2 separate regions of the Salmo salar genome follow, and region 2 is linked to region 1. A link is a contact called in public Hi-C data. All regions are on one chromosome and are shown on one strand. The core of a region is the stretch at or near the end of the contact, and the rest is flanking DNA. Distances in the headings are between cores, read along the strand shown.

Region 1 (4,691 bases), core at 1,066-3,565:
TTGCTGTTGTTCTGGGATTGATTTGTGCTTTTCGCACCAAAGTACATTCATCTCTAGGAGACAGAACGCGTCTCTTTCCTGAGCGGTATGACGGCTGCGTGGTCCCTTGGTGTTTATACTTGGGTACTATTGTTTGTACAGATGGACGTGGTATGTGAAAAACTAGTTTTAATGACTCCAACTTAAGTGTATGTAAACTTCCGACTTCAACTGTACATGATGAGTCGTAAAAGTTAGCGCAAAAAGACCCAATGCAAATAGTTAAGGTAGCTATTTGGTTAAAGCTACAATATGTAACTTTTTGGGCGACCTGACCAAATGCACATAGAAATGTGAGTTCTAGATCTGTCATTCACATTGAAAGCAAATCTAAGAAGTAGTAGATCTGTTCTATGTGTGCTATATCTATGCTTCCCATTTTGAAGGTTTGTTTTTGCATTTTTTACTTTCGGTTTTGTACACCAATTTCAAACAGCTGAAAATACAATATTATATTTCACAGTGATTCTCTACACTATACATTGCTTGTTTTGTCACATAAACTGTAATTAGCCAAACTATTAGAATTTTTGCAACCAGGAAATGACAGAGAGATTTCTGCATATTGCTCCTTTCACTATTTAGCAGTCTTATGGCTTGGGGGTAGAAGCTGTTCAGGGTTCTGTTGGTTTCAGACTTGGTGCATCGGCACCACTTGCCGTGCGGTAGCAGAGAGAACAGTCTATGACTTGGGTGGCTGGAATCTTTAACAATTTTTAGGGCTTTCCTCTGATATCACCTGGTATAGAGGTCCTGGATGGCATGGAGCTCGGACCTATAGTGATGTTCTGGGCCCCATTTCATAAAAGCATCTTAAAGCTAAGTTCATCATTAAGACTTTGGAAGTGGCATCGTTAAATCTCTGAGCGGTTTCCCAAAACCATCGTTACTAAAGTTGTTCTTAAAAACACTTGTTATTTAACGACTGCTTCAGACCACTCGGAGAACAGTTAAGTGCAACGTTAGATGCTTTTTTGCCCATCCGCCTCCCTTTATACAAAGAAGATCTCCGAAAAACATAAAATCCAGATGTTTATCTGTCTTTCTATGACCTCCAATAACTTCACAACGAATGTGTTTCAACAAATACAAAGTTGCCAATTTCTTTGCAATTGTTACTAACAAGCAAAGGATAAACATATGCTGAAATGAAAACTGAGATAACTGTATTAGAAATATGAATACAGTATAGGCTACAATTATATTAAAATATATTTCATGTTATGCTGAACAAATATATAAACGCAACAGATAAAGTATTGGTCCCATGTTCCATGAGCTAAGATCCCAGTAAAAGCTTATATCTCTCAAATTTTGTGAGCAAATTTGTTACATCCCTGTTAGTAAGCATTTCTCATTTGCCAAGACAATTTTTTTTTAACGAATTTTAATTTAAAAATATATATACTTTTTTAGAAGGCCCTCAGGGTTCCCCACTGGATGGCAGTCACAGACTTAATGCAACTCATAAATGTAATTCAAGTGACAAATATGTAAAATGCTGGTTACAATTGTAATCTGTGGAGTCACAAATGTTGTCACATTCACAAAAACATATTTGACCACATTTGGTTGCATTGTATATTTGCACAACAACACATATTTTGTTTGTGACTAGCTACTTATATATTTTAAACATGTTGATGGAAATCTGACCCCATACTGTTACCACTGGATAGGTCAACAATCCTGCAAAGTTTCATCAAACTCCTACAATAACAATTGAGTCGATATGATAACTTAAGAACTGTTGTGGTGGACATGAAATGTTAATAGGTCTACGGGTTTCCGTTTCTACACAAACATTTATGACGCGCGAGGGGAGGGTTTACCGGAAGATTACGTAAGTAAAAAAAATCCTTGAACGGACTTTCCATGAGGAGTGGCACATATATTACAGTAAATCAAAGATACTGGCTTCGTCTCTTCCTCTCTAAATAAATGTAATTTGTGTTTTCTTTATGTCATCATGGAGATAAACAAGTGAGGGGACGATAGGTAAAACAATGCATGACAATTTCAATTGAGTATCGAGTCTAAAGTGCCACAAATTAATAATGATAATATTATAGCAATTCTCGCTATGAGCCACATTACAATTCCCACCAAGAACACGAATGATATTGTAGCTACAATATTCTACATTCAAGAAGTTTGCTAATCGACTACTTAATAAGTAAAGATGTTCTAATAAATAACGTGTTGCGTCTAGGGAGGGGTTCTGAGCACGAGTTTACGGTAAATTATGACGAAGGGAGAGTAGGACCTTTGCGTAGCTCTTATTGGTTGCTGTTACAGGGGGTGGAGTGTAAAGTGCGATACAAAATATATCAATCTGAAGTAGCTTGTAAATTGAATCAGTGACTGAATTGGAAGATACAAGTTGTTCAATAGCAAGGCGATAAAGTTGGCAACGTGAACTTTCGATTGTTTATAGGACTTTTAAAAAAAAACATTATTTCATTCCACGCTTTTCCCAAGTTTACAACACTTTTTGTTGAAGAAACGGCCAAGAGAAACATGCACAAAGTGTTCCTCGTGTTGTTTTTATTTGCCTCCGTCTACTCTGAGTCGGTAAGTAATGTTCGCTAGCTAACAGAACACCGGGTAACGTTAACTCAGCTACCGATAGCTATAGCTAGTTTAACGTTACTCACTTTTACATTATTTTGTGTTCGTTTCAGTTTACTTAGGCGAACTAACTTTACCACATTTGTTTTAGTGTAGCTAACCTTACTACTTCATCTGGCTAAAGCCAAGACAATGCTAACGTTAGCGACTGTAGCTGTTATTGCTGCTAATCGGCTAGTTAGCTATCTACTTAATTTGCTAAGTTAACGTTAGCCATCAACACAATCTTTTTCATGGTTATTTTAGTGTTTTCGACCAGGTTAATGTAATGGTAATTAAGGTAACTACTGTTTTAGTTAGCTGTTAAACTTTGTTTACACCATTTACAGATTGTTTACCAAAACACAGCAGTCTAACTTTAACTAGCTAATTGTGCTTAGTCAGCTAGCTGGATAACTAGCTACAGTACAGCTACCTAGCAGAGTCAGCTAAATGGCCAAAATAATCTAAAGTGTAAGGCATATGGTTTGTGGCCCCTGGCCTCTCCATCATAAGAGAAAGCAGTGGTGTTTCAATTGTGGTAGATCTAGCTAGCCAGACAAACGTAGCTAAATTCATTTGTCTGGTGTGTGAGTGAGGTGGAATGATAATCATGCAAGTGACTATCCATCACATGTAGCTCAGAAAGAGGGTAAGCTAGGTTTAAGCAATAAGGCCCGGGGGGGTGTGGTATATAGCCAATATACCTTGGCTAATGGCTGTTCTTCTGCGCAACGTGGAGTGCCTGGATACAGCCCTTAGCCGTGGTATATTGGCCATATACCACAACCCCCCGAGGTGCCTTATTGCTGTTATAAACTGGTTACCAACGTAATTAGCGCAGTAAAAATAAATTGTCATACACGTGGTATACGGTCTGATATACCACGCTCTCAGCCAATCAGCATTCACCCATATTTAGCTGGGCTCTTGTAATTTGAACATTACTGTTGACCTATTTCCATTTCACTATATTAAATTACAGCACTGACTAAATGTTTAATTGCTGACCAGTTGCCAAATAAAAACTGCAATAATTTATCAAATTAAACACTTCATGTAACGTGGCTCAACACTATCATTGTTAAGTCCTCTGGATAAGAGCGTCTGCTAAATGACAAATGTAATTGTTTAGACTCAATTCAGTATGCCTGATGCAGTGTGGTTTTCATTTTTGGACAGTTGGTTTGATAGCTTTTGGAAGTGGATTATTATTTGTTTCAACCTTTATTTTAACTAGGCAAGTCAGTTAAGAACAAAGTCTTATTTACAATGACTGCCTACCCCGGGCAAACCCTAACCCGGAGACGCTGGGCCAATAATGCGCTGCCCTATGGGACTCCCAATCACGGGCAGTTGTAATGCAGCCTGGAATCAAACCAGGGTCTGTAGTGACTCCTCTAGCACTGAGATGCAGTGCCTTAGACCGCTGCGCCACTTGGGAGCCCAAATTAAGCAATCGTGCACATACCAGGATGTAGGTGTACTTCCTTGTTCTGTTTTATGTAATCTGACAAAACATCAGAGAGTTGAGTGACGGCGTCCAGTCCTGTCGGCTTAATTGGAAAGAATTGCCATTGTCAGATGTCGGGAAGGGGGCTAAAACAGAATGGTTATAGGCTAACTAGACACCATCCAGTGAGACTGACTGGGCTACACGGGGGCAATATGCTAATGCAGCCCTAAGGATAGGTGCTTATTGTCGATCCTAGTCTTCTGAATACATAGATACAGAACTGTAAAGGGCTAATGTGATTCTCCATTACCCTTTACAGGATAGGTACTGTTTGGGGTAAGCAAAAATAATCCTGGACCAGTCTTAACTTGGCAATAATATATTCATTCTCGATTCAGTCGAATATGTCTTCAAAAATGTCCAGTTGCAGGTGATTCATTTACATTTTTGGAAATGCTGCACTATTAAAATAAATATTTTTCTCCATGAAGTAATCCCGACATGTGTACGCCACCATTTTGTCTATTTAAAATCTTCTCTCATTGATTGACACAGGAGGGTCCACCCCAAAGTACTGCATGTCATG
Region 2 (4,664 bases), core at 1,386-3,885, 130 kb after region 1:
AACTATGGATTATTTGGAACCAGAACAACATTGGGTGTTGAAGTAGAAGTCCTGGGAGTGCATTCTGACGAAGAACAGCAAAGGTAATCCAATTTTTCTTATAGTAAATCTGAGTTTGGTGAGTGCCAAACTTGGTCGGTGTCTAAATAGCTAGCCATGATGGCCGAGCTATCTACTCAGAATATTGCAAAATGTGCTTTCACCGAAAAGCTATTTTAAAATCGGACACCGCGATTGCATAAAGGAGTTCTGTATCTATAATTCTTAAAATAATTGTTATGTTTTTTGTGAATGTTTACCGTGAGTAATTTAGTAAATTCACCGGAAGTTTTCGGTGGGTATGCTATTTCTGAACAAAACATGCTAATGTTAAAAGCTGGGTTTTGATATAAATATGAACTTGATTGAACAAAACATGCATGTATTGTATAACATAATGTCCTAGGAGTGTCATCTGATGAAGATCATCAAAGGTTAGTGCTGCATTTAGCTGTGGGTTTGGTTTTTGTGACATTATATGCTAGCTTGAAAAATGGGTGTGTGATTATTTCTGGCTGGGTACTCTCCTGACATAATCTAATGTTTTGCTTTCGCTGTAAAGCCTTTTTGAAATCAGACAATGTGGTTAGATAAAGGAGAGTCTTGTCTTTAAAATGGTGTAAAATAGTCATATGTTTCAAAAATTGAAGTTTTGGGATTTTTGAGGTATTTGTAATTCACGCCACGCTCTACCATTGGATATTGGTGAGGCGTTCCGCTAGCGGAACATCTAGATGTAAGAGGTTTTAAGGGAAAAAATAAAAAGTTCATAAGATGGTTTGTAAATGTAATTACTCAAAATGTTCTTAGGAACTTCATAAATATCTTATCTGGCATTGACATTAGTGACGTGCTTGAAACCAATAAATAAGCCTGCGTGACAGGATTTGGTAATTTCGTTATTTTTCACACATTATAGCCATCGGACTAGCTATATCAAAACCAAAAATAAATAACCAAGGAAAGCGCAATAAAAACTTCAGCAAACAGGAGCTTGAAGTGATGGTGGAAGAAATAGCAGCCAGGAAAAGATTCCCGTTGGAGAGACTTGGTAACTGCGGGCTCACTGCATAGACCGTCGAGGGTATAGCAAGGGACAGTGACGCAGTAAAAATGTAGTGGTGCTGAGAGACCATTCATGTGGACCAGCTGGAGGAGAAGGTGTCGTCCATGATAGGAGAGACGGTGGTAGTGGGCCTGCGCGACCGGTAAATTAGGTACCTACGTTAACTAGCTAACGCGTAACGACTTTATAGCCAACATAGCTAGCGACGTTAACTTTAGCTAAGTTCTAAGTGCAAATTGTCGAGATAGCGCTACCTATTTAACACTTCTAGAATATTGTAATATATTGTTAATTACTAACTAGGTAGATAATGCGCGTTTAAGTAGTTTTATTGCTGTACTGAAATATCCGGTAGCCAACTGTGTGTGGCGCAAGAAAACGTTCATGGTTACAAAAGTATCCACTCGTATCAAGACAAGGGTTTAGCTGTCCTAAAGTGAAGTACATTTCCAAGAAGAAATCCTAAAACATTATTTTAAAGAAACCCATTTCTTAATCCCCCCCCCCCCCCCTCCGTTTCTTCCTAAGAAAAAAAAGTAATAACATTTCCAATAACTTTGTTGAGGAATAGCAACTTTGCTTAAATTTCTTTAAATATATAGTTAAGGGGAAAATGGCAGTTAATAAATTAATTTAACAAGAATTTGTGGATTATGTAAATCCGTTACCGTAATCTGATACCAGGTGTAAATACACTTCACTCACTGTAGCCTAGTTCAATAACAATATATTTTTTCAACCTCAAAGGTGTCATATCATAGCGGACACCCCATTCTTTCTGTAGACATCTTTTAATCTTAATTCGGTGCAGATATTTAAGAGTTTTTGGGAAACGTCGCATTAAAAAAAACGAAGGAAGATTTTAGCATAAAGATTCTGTTAGCTAGCCACCAAACTTTGCATCCACAGTTCTTCCAGTAAATTAGTTTCTTACATGTTGTAAATTGTTCAACGTACTGCTAGTGCATAGAGTTGTACGGTTTTTTAAGCTTTGAAATCAATGGTATTTGTTTTGTACATTTTAAAGTGAAATCATGGAATTGCTCCTCGCTAGCCTACGCTGTGGATGAAGTTGAGCATCAGTTCCATAATAATCAATGTGGATACTAGCTAGCCAGGCAATATCGAAGTTTGACATCGTGTGAGAATTGGGGTACTCACAACTCAGGATCTCCTGTCCACAGTCCAGATTGAGGATGGCCTGGACATGCAGGGTTTATCAGGCGCTGCGACAAACGGGCCTCAAATGCAGCAAGCTATTAAGCAACAGTGAGGTGGCTAGCTAAAGTAGCTAACTCGGTTAGCAATGTCTCATCGATTTTCTTCGCGACAGACGCGAGCTATTGCATTTTTCGATTAGGTTTAGCTTTCCACAAGCATCACACTACAATCAATTCAGTTTCATTCTAATCTATTATTATTTTCAAAAGCAGTATTTACTTGGCTAGTTCCAGACTTTTCTTTCTCCAACATCTTGTTTACACACGAACCACTTCGCAGTGACTCTGCAACAACACACTCTGCCCTGACGTAGAACACAGACGCTTCTTCTTCGGTGGGGTTTATCGGCGGTTGGCATCCAACGTTATGTTGCATTACCGCCACCTACTGTACTGGAGTGTGGGCCAGAGATAGGGTACTAAATCCTACCTGCCAGCCCTATTGCTCTTAAAAAGTATAACATATTTGAGACTATATCTAATGACGTTCTACTCAATATACTCTTTAAACTAATTTCCTGTATCCCCTTCTCCCTCAAACTAGATCTCATCCTCTCTCTTTCCCTCCAATAATGTCCACACTGTATCAATACATGCTCCACGGTCTCTGTTTCTTGGCAATACTCACATTTTCCTGTTGGATGCTTTCCTATCACATGTAAGGTGTTATTCAACTGGCTGTGTCCCACCCTTAATCTTGGAAATACAGCCTCCTCCCTTCTGTCCTTTCCTGTCATTCTCCCCTCCCCACCTTTCCTCTGTACTTGAAATAAATGCCTGCCCTTAGTATCTCTATTCAACTGCTCCTGCCATTTCTCCACCATCACTGTCCATATCATACTTTTTGCCTCTACCTTGCTCATTGATACTACCACATCAACATCCCCACTACTTAGTACTTGTTTAGCCAGTACATCAACTGCCTCGTTCCCCTCCACTCCCACATGAGCTCAGATCCATGTAGATATTATCTGTATACCCATTTGTTTACTCCTGCCTTAAGAAGTTTTAAACAAATCAGATTGATCAACACCCTCCCTATCTTTCTGTAGTCTCTCCAATACTTCTAGATCTACTACTGGAGGTGGGAGTAGCCATGATGGATTCACAGGGATAGCTACCGTTGGACTAAACTCCCTTCCATACAGTTCCATCTCCTTCGCCTGGGTATTACCCACCCACCCAAAAATCGTGTTCTGTCTTCACTCATGTTCCCAGCATGCCTGTAAAATCCCTTTCGCAGGATGAGATACCCCATGTCCCTGAAGGCTGACCCAATAATTCATTGCCAGCTGCTGTCTCCTAATCTGCAATGGCATTTCCACCATCTCCACCTGTAATGCAGCCATTGGGGACATCCGAAACGCCCCACTACATATTCTGAGTCTTGTCCCTGTATGACATATAGCCTTCCCAATGATGTACGGGCTGCCGAACCATACACTATACTTCCATAGTCTATTACAGATCGGATCAATGCAACATATATGGTCTTCAATGAGGCACACCCAGTCCTTCCCTGTCAGACAGCGCATCACATTTAGTAACTTCATTCACGTTCCCACCACTCTCTCAATGTGTTCTGCCCAGGTCATTCTAGCATCAAGTATCCCCAAAGTACCTGAAGCAGGGGCGGAAATCCCGGGGGGGACGGGGGACACACGACCCCCCCATCCTGGGAAAAATATGATTTGTCCCCCCCAATATATCACTGAAACATAACTATGTAATTTAAATAATATTAATAATATGCAATGAAAGCAATTGTGCTGATTATAGACACTTAATAGCAAGTTTTTAAGTTTCAAAAGATTGCGACCCCCCCACCCTTTGCCTCACAATGGTTTGATCCACTGCCAGTTCCTTAGTTGGCAAGGTAACAGAGGGGTCTTATCCACTGTCTGAAAGGCACTCAATGAACGTAACTGACGTGAGGTTAATCCAGTCAATCGCGCACACACACTAGCTGAATATGCAGAGCTAGCTCGCAAATATTAACTATTAAGCTAGCTAGTACCTATTCCATTTATGTGGCCTCGTCAAAGATGGAATCTTTGCTATCGTCAATTTATTCCAAGATCAGCATGCAGATGATGTAAGTTAGTGCTTCAAAGTCCCTGTGATAAGGTTAGCGATAAACTGGAGTCCAAACTGAACAGAACTACACTCTCTTCTACCATTGTCTTAAATATATTTAATGGTCTCGTTGCAAAAGCTAAATTGGCGCAAGGAACTTTTATTTATTTATTTTATTTCACCTTTATTTAACCCGGGTAGCAAAGATTATAGCAAACACCACTGAAACGGAATTGGTGCTCGCTAGCTTTGCAAATTCAGCT

What was found. A called contact is a pair of places that touch in the nucleus more often than the background predicts.
Region 2: a contact with region 1 is called in a Hi-C map of gill, with 1.8 times the contacts expected there. The contact joins the promoter of oser1 here to the promoter of sdc4 in region 1. A contact is called at or near these places in 2 of 3 Hi-C or Micro-C datasets (blood and gill).

Annotation. Positions count from the first base shown.
Region 1 is chrssa22:3,660,409-3,665,099 of Ssal_v3.1, forward strand. It overlaps sdc4 (syndecan 4), which reads left to right and starts at 2,316. Exons shown (of 5, transcript XM_014165901.2): 1 at 2,316-2,613. The coding sequence starts at 2,560.
Region 2 is chrssa22:3,793,626-3,798,289 of Ssal_v3.1, forward strand. It overlaps oser1 (oxidative stress responsive serine-rich 1), which reads right to left and starts at 2,636. Exons shown (of 4, transcript XM_045705280.1): 1 at 2,546-2,636. The coding sequence starts at 2,578.